2 separate regions of the Mus musculus genome follow, and region 2 is linked to region 1. A link is a contact called in public HiChIP or PLAC-seq data. All regions are on one chromosome and are shown on one strand. Each heading gives the region's core, a stretch centred on a gene start, on an enhancer-like site or on the middle of the called end of the contact. The rest is flanking DNA. Distances are from core to core; before and after follow the strand shown. Region 1 holds the start of Adgrl3 (adhesion G protein-coupled receptor L3). Region 2 overlaps Adgrl3 (adhesion G protein-coupled receptor L3).

The links. HiChIP or PLAC-seq counts read pairs in DNA pulled down with a chosen protein or histone mark.
Region 2: a contact with region 1 is called in an H3K4me3 HiChIP or PLAC-seq map of craniofacial prominence, with 2.8 times the contacts expected there. The contact joins the enhancer-like site here to the promoter of Adgrl3 in region 1. A contact is called at or near these places in 1 of 39 promoter capture datasets (hippocampal neurons), 1 of 484 Hi-C or Micro-C datasets (cortical neurons), 10 of 115 datasets of contacts at active chromatin or transcription factors (the NIH/3T3 cell line, a colorectal cancer cell line, craniofacial prominence and 5 more) and 2 of 9 other capture datasets (adipose tissue and pancreatic islet).

What each region holds. Positions count from the first base shown.
Region 1 is chr5:81,016,071-81,022,704 of GRCm38.p6, reverse strand. Adgrl3 (adhesion G protein-coupled receptor L3) reads right to left here and starts at 1,953. Exons shown (of 27, transcript NM_001359828.1): 1 at 1,360-1,953.
Region 2 is chr5:81,221,239-81,227,551 of GRCm38.p6, reverse strand. The region is part of intron 3 of Adgrl3 (adhesion G protein-coupled receptor L3); the gene reads right to left. Among named protein-coding and RNA genes, the nearest start is that of Adgrl3, 200 kb to the right of the region's middle. Within about 2 kb of position 2,846, at least 16 of the 459 cell types and tissues checked have an H3K27ac peak or open chromatin away from gene starts, as enhancers often do. A contact at or near this core is called in craniofacial prominence, where this site is marked.

The DNA of each region.
Region 1 (6,634 bases), core at 704-3,203:
CGGAGACCAAGGATTCTGTGGGGGCTATACTTGATTACCGCAAATCTGCGAGAGGCGACTGCTCTAGCAGGTCTAATCAAGGCCAATCTGGGATACGGTGGAGCGCTGCACCAGCAACTCCAAACATTGCACGCATCTCTAGGGGAGAGGGAACCTGCCGCCAGGCTTCCTCGCAACCCCACCGGGGGCCCTCTGGGCCTTCTCAAACCAGCTTTTCCAGCTAAGCAGATCCCAAGCGATTTCTATGAACAAGCTTGACCTAAGTAGCTTCAGCTCTCCTATCCCTGCACAGGTCTGCCCGCCACCCTAAGCGCACAGGATCCTAGACACACAGATACCACGCACGCCGACCACTGGTCAACTACCCTTCCAAACAGTGGGCTGCATTGCTGGATATCCCGCATGCCCAGCAGCCTCCTCTGGGCTAGAACCAGAGGCTGTCCAGTGCTGGTCCTCGCGCTCCACTTGAGCCCAGAGACTGCCCATCTCCCAAGAGAAGCACCCAGGTGCAAGCTCGCCTACCTGTAACCCGCCACCAGGGCCACCACTGCTCTGCCCACCGCACCCCGGCGCCGCGGACGCCCGACCCATTGAACATCCTCTCCACACTGGGTGCTCACTCCTGGCACAGCTCAACCCCGTGACACTCACGAAACTGACCAGCTTTCTCTAGCTAAATCGCTCAACAAAGCCTAGGCACTCAGGTCGAAATCAAACTGCCCGGCTGGAAGATACTCAAGAGAGATTTTTGGAGGCAACCCGATTCCACTTCTCAGGGGCGCGACCTGGGCAATCTCAGCCACCTTGGATGTTCCAAGGCAGGCGTCTAGGGAGGATCAACCAGGCTCACCACCACACATTCGCCATCACCCCGAACTGCGCTCCTCACCCGGTCCCTGTTCGTCCTCCAACCCGTTCCCACGTCCAGTGTTGCTCCAGACTAGCGGAGAAAAGGCGCCCCCTTGGCTGCTTTCTGCCCCTACTAAAGGACGGCATTGGGGTGACAGGGCAGGGAAAATGCGCGGGGTGGGATTCGTTCTTGTCACCCGGCGTGTGCGACTGACAGTGCGCTGGTTCTCTTCTCCTCTATATCTCCCTCTGGCACCTAATCGCCCAGTAGCTGATAAAACCTCGAACCCATGCCAAACCCCAGCGCCCACCAGCCAGGAGGCTCCCTTCCCGCCCCGCATCACGATCAGATGAGTGTGCGCATGAGGGCGAGTGTGCGAAGGCGAATGTGTGAGTGGAAGGGTGAGTGTACGTGAACCCCGCACCCCCTCGGTTGCCAGCCCATCGGATGCCGCCGCCTGCGCCCGACCAGGGCGACCACAATTATGAAGAGTGCAAAGAATAAATTACCTTTCGTAACCGCCGGTCCCTGAGATGGTCCCATCAGTTGCTCAACAACCTGCAACCCGGTGCAGTTTTCCACAATCCATCCATTGAGCCCCGGGGCACACACACACACAAAAAAAGAAGAAATAAAAAAAGAAGAAGAAAGAAAAAGAAAACAGAAAAAAGATGGACCTGTCCCACTGTAGACACCCCAGTCACACCAAGCAACGACTGATCAAACCGCAGAGACGACAGGAGGGTGGAGACCCCAGTCAAAGAAACAACAAAAAGTGTCTCTTTTCCTTTCTTCTTCTACACAGCCATGGAGAAAGGGGAAGCCGGGAAAGCCAATGCTAGTCTTCCTTTACGTTTCCTCGCTTCACACGCCCCAGGGGGGCAAAAGCGGAGCAAAGAGAAGGAGGGTTCAAATGTCTCTCTCAGGGCACAGTTGCACAACTTCGGAGTCAGGCTGTGTCTCTCGCTGCAGCCGGTGGACCCAAGCGGGAGCTATTAACATGCGGCAGTCATAACCAGAGCTGCTTTCCCTCCTCCTGCAGCCGCCGCCGCCGCCGCCGCCGCAAGAAAAGCAGCTGCTGAGGAGACCAAAAATCTTCCACCATCCCCCCCCCCGCAGCCGATCTTTATATCCAGTTCTCCCACCCCACCCCCCTTCTCTTTCTTTTTCTTCTTCTTCCTCGTCCTCCCCTTTCCGCCTCCGAGCGAGAGGGAGGGGATAGGTAGGGGCAGCGGCGAGGACCAGTAGTGGCTTCTCCGCCCAGTCCTCCTCGCCGTCCTCCTCCTGCTGCCCCCGAGGTGCTCCGGCAGCAGAGGGTCCGCTCTGCCGCCCGCAACCCGCTCCGAGAGCCCAGGCGCGAGCCGCGCAAACTCCTTGCCGGGTGCACGGCGTGGACGCGCGGGCAGAGCGGGCGCCGGGTCGCCGAGGGTTGCGTGCCTGCCGCGGGGGGCGAGCCCCGAGCTCCGGTGGTCGCCTATCAGCTCGCCGGCCAGGCCGGGTAGCTTCGGGCATGCGGGAGCTTCATCGCCCGGCCCGGGGTCTGAGCCGATGCCGTCACCGCCAACCTCCTCCTCGGCCGCCGGCTTCGGTCCTCTTTTTTTTTTTTTTTTAATTTTATTTAATTTTATTTTTTTCTCTTCTGGACTCCCCACCGGAGCCACTGAGGCTCGGGGCGCCCTCCAGACACGCACACGCTCTTCCCCTCGCGCGCACACACAGGGGCGAGCTCCTGCCCCAGCACACCGTGCAGCCCGCGCGCGCACACCCGGAGGGAGAAGACTGAGGCCAACGAAATAAATAAATAAATAAAAGAGAGAGCGAGAAGAAAGAAAGGGGAGGGGGGGGGGCGAGTCACAGGCGGTGGCGGCGGCAGCAGCAGCAGTAGCAGCTGCGGGAGCGGAGGCAGCGCGCAGTCCGCGAGATGCCAGCAGCGGCGGCGGCGGCAGCGGTGGCGGCGTCGCCCTCCTGGCCCGGCCGTGCCATCTGCATCCCCGCTCCTGGGAACTGGAGCGAGCGCTGCGGGCCGAGCGGGCGGAGGGGGCGGTCGCGCCCGCAGACAGGCAGCGTGAGCGCAGCGGCCAACGCAGCCGAGGCCCGAGTGAGCCTCTGGCGGGGTGACGGGGCGAGAGAGCTCCCAGGACCAGGGAGGGGGGCTCCAAGGCCGGGAAAGGGGCGGCCGGCAAAACCCGGATCTGGAGTCCGCGAGGGCTCCGCGGGCGCGGGCTCCACCTAGCCGCTCCGCAGAATCTTGGAGGTGGGAACCGTGGGGCGGCTAAGGGAGGCTTCCCTTGCAGGGTTTGTCAGACAAAGGGTATCTCTCTCCTGGATAGGAGCATCTCTCTCTCTCTCTCTCTCTCTCTCTCTCTCTCTCTCTCTCTCTCTCTCTCTCTCTCTCTCTCTCTCTTCTCTGCTCTCCATTTCCACTCATCTCTAGCCCCCCCCCCTCTCTCCACTCAATCTCTTCACTCTCCCTTCCTCCCTCCCGTTCTCCTCCTCCCCCACTCTTCTGCTCTAGGTGAATGAGGTACCAGGCTGGGAGTTCTGCCAGTGTCTTTTTTTTTTTTTTCAGGTGCAGATTACTCCACGTGTTCTTTATGCGGGTGCTGACTTCTAAAGCATTGCCTGCTTTGAGTCCATTTTATGTTTCTTGAAACTTACCTCAATGTACAAGTTCATTGCAAAATTGAAAGCACACCTTTCTACGAAAAGATAGGACCTAGAGACTCAATGATTTTGATTTCACTACAATAAAAATTACCATGAAGGATATAGAAAACTGTCTTGGTTCTATCTCCATGCCTTCTGCTGTGATAAAGTTTGCCCACGTGACCTTCATCAACTAATTGTACCTCTTTGGGATGCTTTTGTAAATGAAATTGTTAAAAAATGTCTTTCTTTCTTCCTTCCTTCCTCCCCCCCTCCCCCCCCCCGCTTCTCTCCTATAACATTTTATCGCTTCAAGGACTGTGGATGTAGTTTCTATATAAGCATAGTCTAGTGACTAGGATTTATTGTATGAAACCAACAGGTACATCACATTCCTATTCAGGTCTCCCAAGTTGAATGAGGCTGTATAGTGAGGCAGTATAGTGTCATAATGATCTCCTGGCCTGTGGGAATTTGCAAGTTGGAAACTACAACCCCAGCAGATCTGTAAAGCTAACCATCATCGTAATTATCTGATCATCCCTGACACAAGAATGAATTTCTTTCATTCTTCAAAGCTCAACTCACATGCCAGATTTTCTTTTTTTTCTTTTTATTTTTTTATTACGTATTTTCCTCAATTACATTTCCAATGCTATCCCAAAAGTCCCCCCTACCCTCCCCCCCCACCAGATTTTCTAAAGAACCCCTTTCTTAGCTATCCCAAGGTGAGAAAAAGCCTTTGTAACATATGGTATATGCTACACACACCATAGCCATTATCTTCTCTGCTACAGTTTGGATCCTAAGTATCCACCAAAGGACTTTATGTTAAAGGCTGGTCTCCAGCTACTGATGATTTTGTGGGGTAGTAGAATTTTTAAGAGGTTGGCTTGCTCTAAGGATGTTAGAACCTTGAAGATGGAACCTTGTAGAGGATCCAGGGACCTTCCCACCAAGTACCCTGTATCCCAGTCACGGAGGTGAACAGCTTTGTTTTGTTATACAATCAGAGGTATTGTTTTGTATCGTAAATATCAAAACAACAAAGACAATTAGGCTTAGACTGAGGCCTCCAAAACTGTAAGCCAAAATGAACGTTCCCTCCCATGAGGTTACTTTTATAGGCATGCTGTCATGGGGAACGAAAATGTGACTAAGCAGCTAACTAGCTCACACAGCACTGTGATGGTACCTCTACCACAATGCCTATGTTGTCCTGCTTATTTTGGTCTCTTTTCAAATAATTAGCTGCATGTCACTATATCTTCTCAGATTATAAGAGCTCTCTTAAAGGTAAGTTCCAAGCTATATTGGGAAAGAATATACTATATATTATATGCTCTTTGTGTATCTAGTAATTCATTTGGGAGTGGGGGAAATAGAAAGTCAAAGAGATTTAATGGCTGAGTTCTGACCAAGTAGATTTTCATAGGCTCAAGTATGGCTGCTTTTATTCCCTTAATACAGGACATTTATAAGCGCCCTTGGATACGTAAATACAAATTGACATCTGGACTCACTTGTGACTTAAACAAGGGCTTCACCAAGACTAGACTAGCAAACTGTGACAAGAGACTCTTAGTTGTAAAGGAAGCAAGATGGAAACAACTCAGTTCCTATTTACCATATGCTTAGTGAATTTATTTAGAAAAATAATAGAATATTTTTAAGTGTATAAGGTATGAAGTAAATCAAAGATATTACATACTATTAGTGATGGCAGCAGGAAGACAAATATAAATAATTTATAGCTATAGCTAAGGAGTCTATAAGTAAAAATGTTACTTATAGACTCCTTAGCTAGCCAATGTGGACATGGACCAAAAATAAAGAATTTCAAAGATCCTACTTAGTGATGGGGGAAAAGGTAATAAAAACAGCTTATTTTTTTTTAAACACAGTGCAAGTAGGAGTATTGATTGCATGTGTAGTTTAGCTGTGTGTCAAATTACACTGTTTCCAGAAGTTATCCATATTTTAAACTCAACCTCTGTATTTTCAAGTCACTTTTGATATGATGAGCATAGTCTTCTACGTTTGATTAAACCTCTCTCTCCAGGTAGTAAATCTGTGATTCTTGCTGATATATTCTCAGGTGAGTCCTCTATGAGAGCAAAGTAAGTTCTGTGCATTTTCATCTACCCAATTATACTGGACTTCTTCATGTTAGAGAAAAGACAAAAGCAGATTACTTAAAGCACAGACCCTCGATACAAAGTAGCTCCAGGAATACTTGGATGGTGTTTTGGGGTTGTTTACTCCAGGATACTAGAAAGAGTTGGCACACCTGATATTTAATCTGAGGCAAATCAATAGTAACCAGATGGAAAGAAATTCAAATTTTAAAACCGAGAATACTAATTAATTGGGAAAAGAAAACATTAAAACATAATAACTTTTAAACTTTCCTGACCCAAGGATTCTTTGCAAATCAGTAAGTACAATAAAGTGTTGAACATCATTCATGAGATTCCAATCTCATTTAAAACACTGAAAAATTGGGTGTGCAGAATAGATAGAAATAGTAGATAAACATTAGTAAATAGCTTCTGCCAACAAAAATGCAACTTACAAAAATGTACACCATGAAGAAATTGTGTGACAAAATTTCTTGGGGAGACAAAACACACACACACACACACACACACACACACACACACATCTACTCACCTAAAAAAGGGAGCCCACTGATAGAATAAAGTAAGAACTGCAACAGTACCCACTTTGGTGACTCCATGAGGTTTTATCTAAGGTTTCTGACAGGAGTATGCACAAGAGTTTACTTAGGGAAGGAGCTGGGGTGAGTCCAAAGCAACTGTATCACTGGAAAGCCTACCGGACATGGAAACCTGGAGCTCTCTAAGCAGTTTGCAGGCATTTTTTTTTTAAATATGGGGGGGATTTAGAATTTTCTTCATTTACATTTCAAATGCTATCCCCTTTCCTAGTTTCCTCTCTGAAAATCCCCATTATCTTCCCCCACCCCTGCCCTGTTCCCCAAATCACCCACTCCTACTTCCTGGCCCTGGCATTCCCCTGTACTGGGGCATATAATCTACACAAGACCAAGGGCCTCTCCTCCCATTGATGGCTGACTAGGCCATCCTCTGCTACATATGCATCTAGAGACAAGAG
Region 2 (6,313 bases), core at 1,597-4,096, 200 kb before region 1:
TAAACAATCTAGGGTCAAACATTCATTTCCAACTTAAATACTGTTTGAGTAAGAACCATTTCCATAAGCCTTTAAACTGCATATATGGCCAGAGTCCAAATAATTTCCCAATAAGTAGGAGAAATAGATGTGGGGTTTCTTGGATCCAATTCTCATGCAGGGAACAATGAAATCAATCTTTGTTCAGCCAGAATTGAGTCAAGTGTTTGCAGTCATTACTAGGGGTGGTGGATAGAGCAGCTAATATCCCCATGGGTAACAGATACACACTGTAGGATCAGGAGATTAAAATAGTCTTAATCTGCCAACCGGGTCCATGGTAATAAGTTCACCAAATTTGAGATTCAGTGAAGAAAAAGTAAAAGTTACTGCAAAATTATAACATTAAAAAATTCCACTTAACCTGATATTTAACACACAAACTCCAAACTCATACACACACACACACACACACACACACACACACACACATACACAGTATAGTTTGTTAAACTTTGGTCAATATCATAAGACAAGGCTGTAAGCTTTAGTAGGCATTTCATTTTAACTCACTTCTCTACATTCTTTTCTTTCACTTCTTGTCCCCATCCAGTCTACCTTTGTGTCCCAGAAGCGACATAAGAGAGACTGCCACCACATACCTTCAGATGCTTATTTTTTCCAAATGGTTATTATTCCTCATAAATACACTTCAGGGTGTTTACAACAGAACGTGTCTTTAACATTTGAGTTCCAGGTTTACAAAGAATCCTTTCATTTATTTATTCCATCATTTATGCATTCATTTCCCAGGGAATTCATTTGGACATTTGTACAGCTCATATGCTTATACTTATTGCTTCAGAGGTGTGCATCTGTTAAATTAATGGTTATAGACGGGCAGGGCACATGAGCTAATCTGGTCTCCTCCATCTCTAGAGATCGAATTTCTTGCTGTTTTCAGATTCTTCAAGTGGTTATAACATGTCAAAGAGCTATTCTAGTGGCTTGTTGAAAGGAAAAATGAAAATCAATGTTAACTGAAAACTGATTTTCACTAGTCCTTTCTCTCTTGCTCCTTGTATACATCATCAAGATGTTATGAGTAAAGAAGATGAGGTTACTGTAAGGTTTGAAGCTGCAATGCTTTCAGGAAAGGAAACTGACAGACTAACTTTATGATTGTGGTATTGCACTTTCAGACTTTAGTCAAATCCTAAAGGACACAGATGATTTTCTCATAGATTTTTAAGAAAAGAGGTTTATATATACTAAGGGCTTATATACTTCTGTATAATAAAGGATACATAGAAAGATATTCTCAGAAGCCATATTACCTGAGTATAATTCTTTAATGTACACTTTTCAATGTCTTTCCTTTTGCTTCTAGATAGAAAACAGTAGCCCAATTTGTCTGTACTACTAATTCTTCGATATTTTAAAAATATTTATTTATGTATGTATATGAGTACACTGTCTGCATGTCTGCTTACCAGACAAGGATATCAGATTGTATTATTGATGATTGAACCACCAAGTGGGTTTTTTGAATTGAACTCGGGACCTATGTAAGAACAGTCAGCACTCTTAACCACTGAGCCATCTCCCCCACCCCAAGTTTTTAGAATTTTAATAAAACCTCATAAAGTTTCATTGTATCTGAATTAGACAATTGACTCCAAACCATTGAAGCTAAAACACAGTAGCCTTGTTGAATTACATATATAATTATTTATCTTACTCGGAATGCCACAGGAATGCCATAAAGTCTACGTGAATCAGGCTAAAAGAATTGTAATCACAATATTTAATTAAAAAATGTTGAATTTGAACCTTAGTTGGAATATAAAACCATTCACTTGCTTTTATGACAGTTGGAACCACAGAATGATTTGTGGCTTGTGGCACCCAGATATTAGCAGAAGGAAATGCCAATGACATCACTGGGCCATTAAAGCAGATAAGTTCACCTATAAAAGAACAATACTAACAGTGTTTTATATTTTTGCTAACCTGGCATGCTGAATAAGCTGTGCTGAATATTTTCTTTTATATAAATACATCATTAGCTATACTATTTCTACCACTTGTCCCTACTTATATGAATGTTTTTCCAATATTTAATAATGCCAAATATCTAAGCACATTATTCATTGTGTTGTAACTTAATAAAAAGAAAAAGTTAAAACTATACAAATACAAATTCAAAAACGTTTTCTTTCTAAAAATCAAGAGTGAATTATCATCTATTAGTAAAGTAAGAGCAAAAACAATTAAAACAATACAAAGAAAGAATAAACTTTGTATGTTAACCAAGGAAAACTTATCTATGAAAAAGCATCTTCATTGTCTCCCTTTTCAATACATTTTTGCCTTTTAAACACATTGCAAAGCAATGTTAGAGCATAACGTACCTCAAACTGAATACAGTAAGAATCAGGATGTTTGACCCAGTGGAGGTAAATACTCAGGTTATTCTCTGAGTTGGGGTCACAGGTCACGCTAGGAACTCTAGCACAATTGCTAGAGGATACAGTGTTCACACAGCATCGTGACCTCAGCTTAAAGGCAAAGCTTGCCTTCCTCACTTCATCTCCGTGACTTTGCACAGAATCTGCATTTTTCCATTTCTCACTTATTTCAGGAGAAGCAAACAAAATCTGTTCTCAGGGTTGATACATATAGAAAATTAAATACAGCAATTTTATATGCAAATAGCAGGTGTTCGGGGCCCTCTCAATCAGTGCTAACTATTTTCATTGTGGCTGTTTTTACAATTTCATTGACTGACTCTATAAACTGTTGAGAGCTGCTTACTCCTCGAAATATTTCTGACGTCTTTCAAACACATTTAGATGAGCAACACAAAATATAATTACAACCATAAGCCACATCTGGCAAGCGTATCAGGTTTGCGTAGGGCTCTAGTGACTACCAGATGTTGAATCACATACATCAAAATGCATGTTTTCTTCTGTGGTGGATGACCACTATGCGGAGGAACAGTGCTAATTATTCAGAAATTTAGCATTTAGCAATGTGAAAAGCCAAAGTTTTACATTCACTGCAAAGATGCTTTTAACAGAGGACCAACAATATCAGGATTAAGATCTATGACTCCAAATCTTAATTTGTCCCTGTATCATGTTTATCTGTTTGGTTTTCTTAATCTACATCTCATCATTTTAATACTATATAATCTTCAGTTTTTAGTTTCATCTCAGAACCAAAAGAGATTAAACTCGGCTGAAATAAATGAAGTATAATTTAATATTGGCTGTAGCTTAGCAGACAGCTTTCACGCCGTAGGAAAACAAAGTAACTTTGAAAGGCATTATTGTCATCATGAATTTCGGACTGGATAAACCCATTTGTATATTAATGTATGTATCTGCATTATCTAGTTCCCATGCCGAGGTTCCCAGCATGAAGGGTTGACAAATACCTTTAATATAATAATGTTTATCACAGATATTAACAAGAAAGGCACACAATTTCCCCAATACTAATTACAATGAAGGTTGAGTATTGACACACAAAAGGCACTGAAAAGAAATCACGAAAACCCACAAAGCTTCATAGCTCCTGACTTGCCAGAAATATGCATTCACTATAAAAAAATAATGGCCCCTTTCAATTAAGACTTTGTTTGTAATGCTTCAGGCTGAGCAAGGAGCACAAACTCCAAAACATCTGGATGGGAGGACTTCCGAAAGGGATGGGTTGTGTGATGGAGACAGCTGTGGAGCAGGGGAAAGTGTGAACGTGATAAAATACGTGTGTCAAATTCCTAAAAAATAACATTTTTTTTCAAATATTAATTTTCCATGTATTTTCACGGATGTCAGCAGGTGCTACAAATACTTTCACAGGTACAAATACATACCTAGGAAAGGGTTTAGCAATGAATTTCTGGTTAAGTGTACCCAACAAAAAAGTCCTCATCCCAATTTTATTTATATCCGGTTGACTAAACGTATCCTACCATTTTCTCTGATAGCCTTACATTTATATTGACTACATTTAAAGTATGAGTACACTTTAATCTGATCAGAAACCCCCCAAAAAACAGTTTATTTTAGTTTTGTAATTAAAACCGTAATTTAATTATTATTCTAATAGTTTGCACTTGATCTTTAAAGTCACTATTTTTTCCCCTTTTCGATGATACTATAAGGCATGTTTTCAAAAGGACAAAAAGTGACATGGTGTTGATTGTACTAAACTACTCATAGGATTTGGCTTCAACAGAGCACACATAAAACATTCACATATTATTGACTTTTCCCCTTCTCAGCTGGAGTACTTAGAGAGGCATCTCTGCAATAACAAACATTAAAATACAACGAACTGTAACGTGGCATGGTTCTGTGCTTTTCCTCAGTAGATTACTTGAAGGTGAACAGAGTAGGGTTCACTGACCTTGGACTTAGTCCTGATTTCTTCAGACCAAGTTTAAGTTACACTGAGAATAAAAGCAATCTATTCATCTTCAAGTAACTAACAGCCCAGGATTACAGAAAGATGCTCTCTAAAGGGAAATGGTTTTTTGTTTTTGTTTTTGTTTTTTTTCACAACCATTTTGCATTTTGCAGAAGGAACCTCATGAGTGTCCAGGTCGGGCTCTGAGCCTGTAGAGAAGAGTGAGTTTTCTCTTATTTTATGGCGCACAAATATAATATTCCTTAATATAATAGTGGTCTCAGGAGTATTTCTTTCCTTGGAAACGTTATTTTGGCTTAAAATTACACATTAATTAGTGCTGTAAATTGAGTCATGTCTATACCATGAATGAACTGTAAATATCCTAACACTAGAAACTGTGACCTATGTTATGTTCACAGAGAAAGAGTAAAGTTTTGCACAGAGTAGCTTTTGTGGATGAAATCGAGTACCCTGAATACTTCTACGTTGTAGCTCCAATCCCCACTGGGCCTGAAGGTGTAGACAGAGCTTCTGTGGGAAAAGTTAAAGTTCAATGATGTTACTGTTCATACAAATAAAATCCTTCTCTCCATACTACTTCATTTTTGGATACTTCTAATCACCAAAAGCATAAGGTTTATACTAACACAATCAAGTCTCCAAATCTCCCATCTAACAACTGGCCATGCTACAGTTCAGTGAAAATATGACCCACTTTCTAACCTTAGAGCGCATTCCTCCGTTAAGGTGTCCATCATGCAGAGTTGTCCCTTACCCAAGCAAACTTCAAATTCCAGGCAAAGGTCTGAGATGTCATTTATGCCTCTGATTGAACAGGCACATGGCAGAAGTTTCCTTTATCACCCTCCTTAGGTTCAAAGACCTTGTTGAACAACACTCAGAAAAACACTTGATAGAAAGCTGATTCAAAGTTGCATAGTTAGTTGAGTTTTATGACAAAAACACACAAATCAAACACACACAGACACACATTTGCACAAATATGCATACTTCTGAGTGCAGGCACTTGAGTACATATGCACACAGATCCATTAAGCAAAGAAGTCATGAGCACCAAATGCTATCTGCACCGACCGCTCTCTCAGCATCAGCATATGTTAACTGAATTAGAAGCCCTTTGCACTCTGTCCTTTGGATTTTAATGGAAACTTTATTGTACTGAAATGGCTGATTAAGTAATTGGTAATTGGTGATCAAGTCAATTTTCCAAATCTCCTCCTTCGGAGACTGAGAAGTCAGACCAAGCATCTCCCAGACAATTAATCACACATTTAGGTGTCCAGGCAGCCAGAGTCTAAGCTGAGGGTTTCTAGAAGCCCGAGGTCCTCGGGAATGTCAGGCACAGAACAGAAGGTAAACTGCATATTTTCACTTAAAGATCAGCATTTTGAGAACTCATGTTGGAAAATTGGGGGGAGAAGTAAAATGGACACTGTTTATCTTGTCATAGGGTGAAGCCTTATAAGATGGGTGTTTTTATACAAAAAGGACAAGGCAGCTTTCTAAAAATATGTGCACACTAACGGAGTAAAGGCCATGTGAGGACAGAGGCGGCAGCTGCATTCACATCAAGAAAAGAGTCCTCACCAAGGACTGAATCAGCTGAAACTTGGGCTGTCGACCTTCCAGAACGCTTAGAAAAATAGTTTTCGATTACTTAGCCACCAAGATGGTATTTTGGGATGACCAAAGTTGATTGAGATATTTGGCTAACACCTTTGTGACAGGGATCACTCCCCTCCCTCTCCTCCCCCTCCCCTCCCCCTGCAAATTAATGTTGGAGTAAGAGAAAGACCAGGAAGAAGAACCTTCCCCACCATTATTCCTTTGGTTTCAGTGAAGAGACGTAACCTTTCTAAGAAATGGATTTAAGAAAATACGGTGACAG